Regions from separate parts of the Pan troglodytes genome. Here regions 1 and 2 are each linked to region 3. Evidence: chromatin contacts called from public Hi-C data. All regions are on one chromosome and are shown on one strand. Each heading gives the region's core, a stretch centred on a gene start, on an enhancer-like site or on the middle of the called end of the contact. The rest is flanking DNA. Distances are from core to core; before and after follow the strand shown. Region 1 holds the start of EDIL3 (EGF like repeats and discoidin domains 3). Region 2 overlaps EDIL3 (EGF like repeats and discoidin domains 3). Region 3 holds the start of HAPLN1 (hyaluronan and proteoglycan link protein 1).

Evidence for each region. Hi-C and Micro-C count contacts between places; a contact is called where the count stands out from the background.
Region 1: a Hi-C map of stem cell-derived neural progenitor cells shows a contact between it and region 3, with 6 times the contacts expected there. The contact joins the promoter of EDIL3 here to the promoter of HAPLN1 in region 3. A contact is called at or near these places in 2 of 7 Hi-C or Micro-C datasets (induced pluripotent stem cells and stem cell-derived neural progenitor cells) and 1 of 1 datasets of contacts at active chromatin or transcription factors (stem cell-derived excitatory neurons).
Region 2: a contact with region 3 is called in a Hi-C map of induced pluripotent stem cells, with 1.8 times the contacts expected there. The contact joins the enhancer-like site here to the promoter of HAPLN1 in region 3. A contact is called at or near these places in 2 of 7 Hi-C or Micro-C datasets (blood and induced pluripotent stem cells).

The regions. Positions count from the first base shown.
Region 1 is chr4:31,664,721-31,668,418 of NHGRI_mPanTro3-v2.0_pri, reverse strand. EDIL3 (EGF like repeats and discoidin domains 3) reads right to left here and starts at 1,409. Exons shown (of 11, transcript XM_001146806.6): 1 at 836-1,409. The coding sequence starts at 902. The region is part of intron 1 of LOC134810067; the gene reads left to right.
Region 2 is chr4:31,782,365-31,785,821 of NHGRI_mPanTro3-v2.0_pri, reverse strand. All of the region lies in intron 1 of EDIL3 (EGF like repeats and discoidin domains 3), which reads right to left. Among named protein-coding and RNA genes, the nearest start is that of EDIL3, 120 kb to the right of the region's middle. Within about 2 kb of position 1,886, at least 1 of the 24 cell types and tissues checked has an H3K27ac peak or open chromatin away from gene starts, as enhancers often do. A contact at or near this core is called in induced pluripotent stem cells, where this site is marked.
Region 3 is chr4:32,329,667-32,333,462 of NHGRI_mPanTro3-v2.0_pri, reverse strand. It overlaps HAPLN1 (hyaluronan and proteoglycan link protein 1), which reads right to left and starts at 1,919. Exons shown (of 5, transcript XM_001147083.7): 1 at 1,336-1,919.

The DNA of each region.
Region 1 (3,698 bases), core at 160-2,659, 660 kb after region 3:
TTTTTATTTTTCTGTTTTTATTTTTTCGTGCAATTCACAGAAGGCATCACCCTACAAGCTCTCACAACTTTTCCGCTCCTGTGCGGGGACGCGAGGGGTGGCTTGCCCCGCACTATTCCCCATTACCAAGAGTTAACACTGGTACTCGGAGGGGGTGCGCAGCTAAGCTCCAGGCCCCTGGGGTCAGACTAGGAGAGGCGGGTTCCTGGGGTTTGCTGTAATCGATGCTGCTCCTCTGGGATGGGGAGGCAGGAGAAAGCTGAAGTGACCTGTGAGACTCCTCTCCACCTCACCCGCGGCCAAAACGCCCAGCGCCGGGTCTGGGTTTGCGAACGGCTCAGCCCAGGCCCTGCGCCAGAGCACCGCACCCGGGGGCGGACGGCCCTGCAGCTCCCCAGCCTCTTCCCGCATCAACTAGCTGACGCCCGGGCGCACTGGCTTCCCCCGCTCCCGCCCCCACGAAAGCCCTGCCCGACGTCTGCAGTCAGCATCGCCCGCACTGCCTAGGGAGGGTTTGCGCCGAGACCCAGTGGCCGAGTGAGCCACAGAGTCGCTGGTCCTGGGGACGCTGTCTTCTACCGCTCCCCACCGTCCTCCTCTTTCCTGTATCTCACCCGGGTACCCCGCACCCTTCTCCCCGCTCGGCCCCGCGCACTCTGCTCAGACTTTACAAGCACTTTCTCGGGGCACCCAGGACTCGACGCCTCCTCCGCGCCGCCAGCGGCGCTCGCCACCCTTGGCACGCCCGAGGGACCGCCTCCGGCCCCCTGCGCGGCGTTTCTCAGGGGACTCCCAGCCCATCCCTCACCCAGCTGTCCGGGTCCCGACGCCTTACCTTTGCCGAACTGGGGGACACCGAGGCTGAGCCCGACCAAGAGCCAGACGGCTACCGAGCGCTTCATGATCCCGTCTCCCGGACGTGACCCCGGCTGGTCAGGGGTCGTCGCGGAGGGCAGTGTAGCCGAGGTGGCAGCGCAGGGCAGCAGCAGACTCCGCCCCTACTAAAGAATTCAAGAAGACGTTCTCTTTCCGCAGCGCTTTCTTAAACAAATTCTTGGAGAGGGCGAGAGTGGTGACTAAAGAGAGGAGCCTTTCCTCCCCTTTTGCCTGCACTCCGGCGCGCGGAGGTGGGTGAGCTCCGGGGAGCCGCCGGCGGGCTCAGCCCTCCGCTGCGGGTGGGTCCCGGCAGAGGCGCGGCGGGCGGGGCGCGGGCTCCCGCGGCCGCCCCGGGTCTCCTGCGCGGGCAGGCAGACCCACCGGCAGACGGGCGGACCGGGCGCTCGGCTGTCGCTGTTCTCCGCGCGGCGGCTGCGGGGCTTCTGACTTGGAGAACAATGAAGCGTGAGCTGGAGGGGAGCGAGCGGGCCGCCGGGAGCGCACTGTGTACAAACAGAGGCGGCGTGCGTGTGAGTCTGAGCCTGGCAGGCGCGCTCCCCACTCCCCCGGCGCCCGCCCGCCCTCCGCCCGCCCTGTTATTCACTCCCCGGGTCTCCCCCTCCTCTGTCTCTCTTTTGCTCTCTCTCTCTGTCTCTCTTTTGCTCTCTCTCTCCTTCCTCCCTCCTCCCCTCCTCTTTCAGCTCCTTCTGCTGTAAGAGAAAAGGGAGACAACTGCAGCCACACCCTAGCACCTAGCACCTGCCACCACCTCTGAAGTTCCTGCATTTCCAGTACCTTCTCCGCACATGCTGGAGACTGTGGGGTTAAGAGCTGCACCCTTGCTGCCTGAGAGTCCCTTGGATTCCAGCATTGACTTTATAATTAACCACGTTAAGGATTCCCCTGAACTTCCTTTCTCGGTATAACCAGGAACAGAAGTTAAGAGATTTTGAAAAGTGACTCTTGGGGCACAAAACTGCATGAGAGACAGAACCCTGCAAAGTGAATTGCCCCGTATTTCTCAGGAACTGCAACGTAGTCAGCAACCAGACCCTAATCAGCTAAGACAGGGCTGCTCTGCTGCTCTGTCTACAATTTAGTTAGCTCCAGGGCTGGGGAGAGAGGGTTGTGGGCTCATCTGTTCACGGGGGCAAAAGGGTGGAAGTGAGTAGGAGACATGCATCTCGTTAAGCAGGACATCTGTTTCAGAGAAGAAGTGGGGCAAGTTTGGGAACTGTGCAAGAACATAAAGGCAAAGACAGACCCTTGAAGCATCACTAAGGTGGATCAAATTTTCTTTCTATCCGCCAAAATAAATGGACTGGTTTTTGCAGTGGAAGTGATTGAACCAAAAATACAGCTCATGGCTTACAATTGTGCTTTCTTCTCTGTTTTTCGGTTAGAATGATTGCTTACTGTACATGGATCCAATTCCAGCAGTTACAGGTACCAAAATGAAACAGGGCTTCTTTTTTCTTTTTTTTCTTTTTCTTTTCCTTCTTTCTTTTTTTTTTTTTTTTTTTTTTGTCTTCTAGAGAGGGAGGTAGGGAGAGAGACAGAAACACAGAGCTAGAGAAATTGACAGAGAAACATTCTCGAAGGCAAAGAGTTGAAAGGTGAATCTACTAAGAAAAGAATAACAGAGTGCAATTAGCCATGGAACTACATCTCCATCTGCCTCCTTTAAAGGATGAGTCCTTTAAAGGTGACATGAGTCCTTTAAACTTAAATTTCTACCTTCCTTTTGAAATTTTAAGTGAAATGAAGAATGCGAGGTGAATGGAACCGCAATGCTGAATACTGCTAGGGAGGGTTTAAGGTATTGTATAACTGACAAGCAAACAACAACGGAAAAAAGAAAGAAAGAAAGAAAAAAAAGAACACCTTTCAGAAAGGGTTTGTTCATGTCTCACGATTGGTGGGAGGGTTAAAACACATTTTTTTAAAAATCACCTTGCTAAGAGAATGAGAGAGATTCATTTATTTACTGTCTATTTATATGCCTAAAGTCACAGATGTTAGAATAAGACAGTATTGTCCAGAGTTGTAGCAAAGATGTTTCAAGCAATCAAATTCTAATTTTCTGGTGCATCATCATTACTTCCTTTTGAAAGTATGTTTTCAGTCACCCTGTGGCATGTTCATCCTAAAATACACTTTAACTTTTGAAATGAGATGTCTAATATTAGTTTTAGGTTTTATTTCTAAAGGATAGTACTAGATCCTAAAAATGTAAAGTTGGAAACCAGTCTCTCTGGGATGTGATATTTAAGGGAAAAAAAAGAGTGGGTTAAGAATTTTGTGTAGTTTTGTATGTTATTCCCTGTTTATTTCCACTTTTTTGATAGTATTTGACCTTAATGAGCATATTAAGAAGTTAAATTATTTTTTGCCAACAGTGTGTGTTTCTAAACATGTATCTTTCTTTTAATTTAAAGAAGGGTTTTTAAAAACTCTAGTGGGCATAAAAGTACATTACAATGCACATTCTATGCCCAAATACTTGGTGCGGAGACAGTAAATGACATTCTGTATTACCTGATAGACAACTTATGAAAGATGTTGCCAGTTTAATATCTCTACTTTCTCGTCTCATTTCCAATAAAAAATTGATAGTCTTAAATCCACAGCTCCATATTCATAATCATCCCCTCTTTTTGAACCACTAATTGATAATGATCATCTACCAATAAGCCTTTCATTTTGAAGATTCTAGGCACTTTACCTAATTTACCTTGATAGGACTCATTTCACTGTTACTGCACTCACACATAGCCTCTTCAGAAGTGGAATATAAGATATGTTAGAAGACTGCAGAAATT
Region 2 (3,457 bases), core at 637-3,136, 550 kb after region 3:
TGGGCATGATGGTGTGCATCTGTAGTCCCAGCTACTCGGGAGGCTGAGGCATAAGAATCCCTTGAACCAAAGAGGTGGAGGTTGCAGCGAGCCGAGACTGTGCATCTGCACTCCAGCCTGGGCGGCAGAGCCAGACTATGTCTCCAAACAAACAAACAAACAAATAAATTGAAGGAGTTCCCATTTGAAGTTTTCTGTGTAGTAGGCTGCTGAGAATGTGATAGGACCAGAAGTTTGAGAAGGATAGAAGGTAACATGCGCATGCAGTAAATAGAAGGTTGTTGCCTGGGAAAACATAGAAAAATGATGGAGGGAAAGTACTGAGGGCCCAGACAAGAACTTATAATGTCAACATGTACCCCACTGTGTATCTGGTCAGAGCTCAACAGCTGAGGTAGTGCAGGCACGCAGCAGATGATGGATCCAGGCTTGTGGTTTTACCAGATAGGTGTGATGAGGGTTGACAGCAAAGGAGTGACACCTGACCACTTTATGTTTGTTGAAAAATGCACAATATAGCTTACTGAACTTTACGCTTTTAGATAATATATTTTTGTAATTATGCAACAATTACAAACCCAGAAAATTGTTCTTTCAGAGAAGATTGCAGCTCTTCAGTTGACAGCAGAGGACAAACTAAAAGATTGAATTTAGCTGCTGTATATAAATAATGCAGCACATCATGATGGCAACAGTTAGTCCATGAATCTCTGTCAAGAACACAAACTCATACCGACTTTATAAAAACAATCAAGTGCTACAAAAAAGATGAAATTCAGTGCCACGTCCAGCTGTAGAAGTTTCACAGAATCTTCTTATTTAGATCTTAGATAGTGAATTCTTACTTTTTCTAAGCGTAAATCTGGTCAGTCACATATACAAATAACCTCCAAGGAAAACAAGTCAAACACAAGTTGGTTAACTTGATCACTTATTAAGCAAATCACCTAAAAGAAGAACAGAACATTTTGCTAATCACTAGATAAAACTGTTATATCAATTTTTCAGGCAGAAAGGTATGTAATGTTAAAATTACAGAAAAAAAATTGCAAAGCCTAATTTTATGCTTTAATTATCTCTTGTTTAAAAAGTCATAATTTAAGACAGCAGTAGAATGTCTTAGTTTCAAGTTACAGCATGTAAAAGCCAAACGGGTATCTTTTACTGTTGAGAATTTATACCTTATACTGCAGCCCCAACTATTTACTGCCAGGATGTTTTAAGTCACCTCATTGCATAACATTATAAACTATGTTGCCAAACTTGACTGTATATGCTTATCTATTTAGTGGTTGGCAAATACAGAGACATCACAAAAATTAAAAGTGGTCCTCTTGCAACTGAAAATAGTCAATAGACAGCTAGTTAACTTTAGAAAAGAAATCATATTTTAAAAGTCAGGTTTAGATCTTGACGAAATTTTGTAAAAAGTGAATGATTTCATACACACCTTTTACAACAATGTTTTCACATGAAGACAACGTTTTATAAGAGTTGATGTATGTTCTAATTCCAAAGAATCTCTAAAGTTCTATGAAGTAAGTCTTTTTATTCACAGCCACAACAGTCTTAGGGAGCAAAAACACAAATCACTTTGATAAGGCACCCCTCTGTAGACAAGCTTACTGATAAACATGAGAACAAATGAGCTCTTGAATTCTTTAAACAAACATGGAATCTGTTATTCAGATTTAATGGCTATATGGCCAATGCGTTTCCTTAATGTATGGGAGTTCTTGACAAGGAAAGACAACTGAGCAATAAACTCAGTGGAAGTCAGAAATTATGGGTGTTTTGCCACTTTCTTGGTTTCCAACAGGTGTCAGGTTATTGCTGTTAACACTCCAATTTGCATCTTTATAGGGAACAACCTAATTGTAAGGAGAAACTCAAAGTGCCCTTTCTTCAGGAGTTACAGTTGCCTTAATGGAATTCCATTTAGAATACATGCTTTTACACTAAGTAAACCACATAAATATTTAGGAAGTGGAGTTTTGTTACCTCTCTGGGCTACCAAATAAAATGTGACTTGCTGAAAAGAAGACATTAAGCACAGAAAAGGACAACTCTTTAAGAACTTGAATACATTCAAAAACCCATTGCCTCTATTCTATCAATAGCCTCACTGCATTGGGTCACACAACATGACCACTTAGTGGTATTAAGTCTCTGTATCCCTCCTGTCCTCATTTTTGTGATGGTTTGGTCCCATCAGATCCTTTCCAAACCCTGAGCCAGCCCCAACATGAAAGAGGAGGGCTTTATGCAGCTCTAACCCAAAGCTCAGAAACCAGCACTGGTTTATCTCTGCTATTGAAGAGGCTTTGACCTTATCTGTCTATCTCTTTTCTCATTGGTTGAATTCTCTATGCAGTTTTGTCAGTGACTCTCATGGGGTGGTATGCGTGCAGTTTAGTATCATCTTGGGTACAGGGCTTCAAGTTATATAAAACCTTGGGGAACTCCTATCCCAGGTCCCATGTAGCTCTGTTTTGACATGACTGCCTTGGCAAGGAACTAATGGGGATACCTCTGATGCTCTCAGAGTTTGGGAGGATAAAAAAGATCTTGAACCACTTGTATATAAATCCTCTTTTCCACCTTCCTCTCTCTACCTTCCTATTACTTATAACTAGCCTTAGGCCTAAAATCACACAAACTGTTCCTGACAAATTTTTCTGGCACAAATTACCTGCTTGCACAAATCCCCAAATTTCATATACCCTTGGATTCTTCTATTCCATTTAGTAGCCTATTTGTTAGTATATTTGATTATTTTATAGTAATAGTAGTTAATTTTTTTTGCACCTTCACTATGTACCAAAAATTATACTAAGTGTTTTATGGGTATTATCACATTTAAGCTTCATAATATCCCTGCGGGAAAATTCTCTGATGTGATAAACCTCATTTTACTTATGGAAAAAATAAATTTTATGAATTGGTATAATTTATCCAAAGACATAGAATAGTAAATGGTAAAGTAGTATTCACATACAAACAACATGGCTTCAGAAATGAAATCTGTGTGTTGGAAAGGTTTCTCTTGCCTTTAGTCTCCACTTTCTCCCTTCACCTCTTCAAGTTCTTCACCTTCTTCAAGGTCTCTTCATTCTCTACCCTGTGGCCAATTATTTAATATTGTTGTGTATTGCCCACCCTTCTTATCTTTTGGAAAGCTTTGGCCTCTTGCATTAATCTTCTCATCACTTGCATATGTGATCTTCCTTTTGTGAAAATAGGAATAATTCTGGGTTTCAGTTTGCAGTTATTAATATGGCTAAGTCCCTTAGCATGATAATTTATCCTCCTAAGGTGGGTAATGCTTAATGTTTCTAGAAAGCAATGGCAGACACATGATAGTAGAGCAGATACCAGAATAGATCAGCTTTCAAAAAGATGCTAGAAAGATATATTGGTTCCATACTGAGTTTTGAGTATTACAAAAGGAACCCAT
Region 3 (3,796 bases), core at 670-3,169:
ATTTCTTAGCTGAAACAATTAAATTTTTTAAAATGGGTGGTATAAAAGTGACTAAAGACTAAAGCTAATATCTGAAGAGTCCTTTGGTATACATTATATTTTACTGAATGGAAGGGAAACTTTCATTTTTGTAAGTAAATGGAATTTGTTAACTGATATAAGAATTATGAATCATATCACATTAAAAATTCTCCAAAGATAACTACTATGATATATTTTTGATAGAACAATATTCCCATTCCATTAAAATACTGAAATGACTGAAATGTGTGTAAAATCTCTGCAAATTTAGTACACAGAAATAATCACATAGAAATAGTTACCAGAAACTACAATTGTAATGAATAAATAGTACATTCATTTAGAAATCAATTCACAGCCTTAATTTCTTAAGAACTATTAGCTTCCAAGAAGCCAGCCAGTATGTTTGATTTTATGACATCACACTGGAACATGTACAGGAACACTTTCCACCCTAAAAATTCCCAAATGTACTGGCCACTGTGTGTATTTTTCCAGTGATAAATGAAAATAAAGCAACTTATTCTCAAATTAATAAGCCATCTTATTTTGAACACAACAGTCACATTCAATGGAAGAAAACTACTTAATCAAAGCCCAAACAAGTTAAGGTTTGTTTTTGGTGGGGAACAGTCTCAACATACAAATAATTTCTTTAAGCAACTTTTAACAGTAATCTTAACTATGACTATAAATTCTCTTCAGTGCATTCAAATTATCCATCAACATCATTGTATATATGAAATGCATCATCATTCTATGATCTTAATTTCATAATTAGCTGGAGAAGGAAGCCTGGGCCAAAAATGGCAACATTTCTAAGATTATTAATCTAACAGGTATTACCTATGCCTAAAGTAACTTTCTTTTTCACATAACCCTATATATTCTCTGAAACAAAATTCATAAGCCTGGCTGGACATTCCCATTCCTCACCTTTCCCTTCAGCCTATACTATCCTTGTTTCATCTCAGGTGCTATAAAAATGGTTGTTGAGATACAGATAGAAAAGTCACCACTTGGAAACCATGACCCTACCAGATTTACAGTAGCACTAGCAGAAGCTAGGATACTAGAGTTAATTCTTTCTCCATTTTTAGACTGAGCCTGTTTATTGTAGTGAAATATTTTATCCGACAATATGAAACTTTTTTAAAAGTTGAGGTGCCATATTAAATTCAAATGAAAACTAAATTCAAAAGAAAAGAATAAAATTTGTTTAATGTATATATACATTGCATGTGTATTGCCCTCTGAAATCTTAAAGGCACAAAGGTATAACCAAAAGAGGGGGAAACAATTTGCAAGTTTTACCTTGTCCTGAAATCCAGGAGTTCGGATGCTCTCAAGTTCTGCTTAAGTTGGAAGCTGGAGATCAAGTGAAGCTAGCGCTCTTTCTCCTCACCTTAAGTTTGTCTCTGGGCGAGTGTGAGTGTGTGTGTGTGTGTGTGTGTGTGTGTGTGTGTGTGTGTGAGTGTGTGTGCAGAATGTCTCTTTGTGGCGCTGGATGGCAGAGGTCCTGATCCTGGGAAGAAGGAGGCACTTTCTCACCAAGAGCAGAAGAAAAGCAAAGCGTCACCAGGAAAGTTCTCCTCCCAAATCCCCTAATTACAGCCTAACGTGCACTTCATGCAAACTTCAGGGAGGAAGGGAGGGGCAGCTCTGTGCCCAGACCTTGTAAAGCAGCAGCCTCTTAGATGACTTTCCCCTCTGCTCAGATCCCGAGTATCCCGCTCTGGGGTTTAGGAAAGCCGGCCGCTACAGCCACACAAGCCCCCACCACACCACACCTCCCGAACCCGAACCCTCATCAGTCCTGGGTCTGTGCAGAAGGGATGGGACAAGGGGTCTGTGGAATGATCTGCGGGGCAGCGGTGTGAGCAGACTCCTCAGGACAGTCAGTTTGCGCTTTGTTTTATTAGCCTCTGCTTAAAAGAAAAATCCAAGGGTCGGAGAGGTCCTCTCTTTCCCGCCTTCCCCTCCCCAAAGGAGATCAAGGATAACAGACAATGATGATAGCGGCACATAAAGCTTCTTAAACTGGAGATGGCCTTCCACCCAAATCACCAGAAGCATATTTTCTGGTTTACTGGACTCAGTATTGGTGTTGAGTTTAAATTTCTCTTAACAAACAACTGCTATTGTATCCTTGGATGACAGAGCTCAAAGAACCTGGATTTATTTATAGAACGAGGAATGCGAGGGGGAGACGGGATGGGTGGGGTTGGGTTGTGGATCCATATCCAGGATTAGAACCAGATGGGCACAGGGCGCGCGCGCGCACACACACACACACACACCCCTGAAATAACCACTGGGGAAGATGCTGGGACACGCGGGAAAACGCCTCCTGAACAAATAGACATTTATTTATAACTTCTGGGAGAGTATATAGGTCCATTGATTCCCGCCTTGAGTAACCAAGGGTTTTGGAGAGGAAATGGCTTCATATTTCAATAACAGAGCCACCTTTGATGGAGTCTAGGAAGGGGAAAAAAGAAACACACCGCAGGAAGCAAACGGCTGTTGGAGCAGCCGGGAGGAGGGAGCGGGGCTGGCCCTGGGACTGAGGACAAGCAAACAAGCCCGAGGGGCCCGCGGCCAGGGTGGAGGCGAGACGCAGGCCGTCCCCGAGTTGCAGCGAGCAGGGCCCGGTGCCGTGGGGCGCTGGGGACGTGCGGGGATTCGCGGCCGTGCTCCCGGCTCCAACCTCCGGCCCCGGCGGGGCGGCGCGGGCGGGACTGCGGGCTTCTTAAGGCCGCCGCCGCCGCCGCTCGGGCTGTGGCGCGGGTGGGGGAGAGGGTTCCGTGGGCCGTAGGGACTGAGGGAGTCGTAAGTCGATGAGCTAGTGGGGCAGGAGGATGGGCGGGTCCAGGTCGTCCTGGAGGTGCAGGTGGGACGGGAGGACCTGAGGGGCAGCCAAGCTGCTGGGGAAGCCGCCGGGACAGGGGCTCTGGCCGACAGTGCAGGTGGCCGGTGTGCAGATGAGCCAGCGCGCGGGGTGCGGCCGCCGGGATGCCCGATCCGAGTCGCGCGGGTGGCGGCGAGCGGCGCTATTGTCTTAAAGATAAAGCCTAAGCCACGGGGACTGCCTCCTCCTGGACTCTGGAGAGAGGCGGGAGAGATTGCAGGGGAAAAAAGGCTTCTTCCCGCGTCTTCTGAGAGATTTCACCAGTTCTTGCCTCTGGGCTCCCCCTTGCCATTCTGTCTTTGGTAAATCAACACGTGCCTCTTGGAAAGGTTTCATTTCAAAGACAAACGGAACACTCACACACCCTCCCTAAATGAAGATAGTTATATTCAAAATGAATTCTTCATCAGGCGTTCAACACCTTTCTTGGAATTCCAAAACCTGGGTGAGGGCGCTTCTCTTATTTTTCTGTTTCCCCTCCCGCACAGGGAACAGGTTTTGCAGTTTTATGTCCCTAATCTAGTGGCTATTGAGGCAGCTGTTATACAGGCCTCTACATTAACTGCCAATAAAAATAAGATACATCTCGGCTTTTCAACTATGCAAAGGGTTTTTATGCTATTCATATTTCTTGTAAACGTTCAGGGTGGTGTGTATTTTAAAGAACATAAACGAATTAGACTTATAAACAAATATCCAATTTTTATATTAAGGCACCATAAAGGTGGTGAGGCTGGTGGTGTGTGGCTATGATATCATATAAAGACAGTTTAAATACCGATCTTGTTCCCTCAGCTTAACAACCTAATTTCTGGCGATTGCCTGGAGCGTAAATCAAATCAGCTGACTCATGGCTGGCACTTG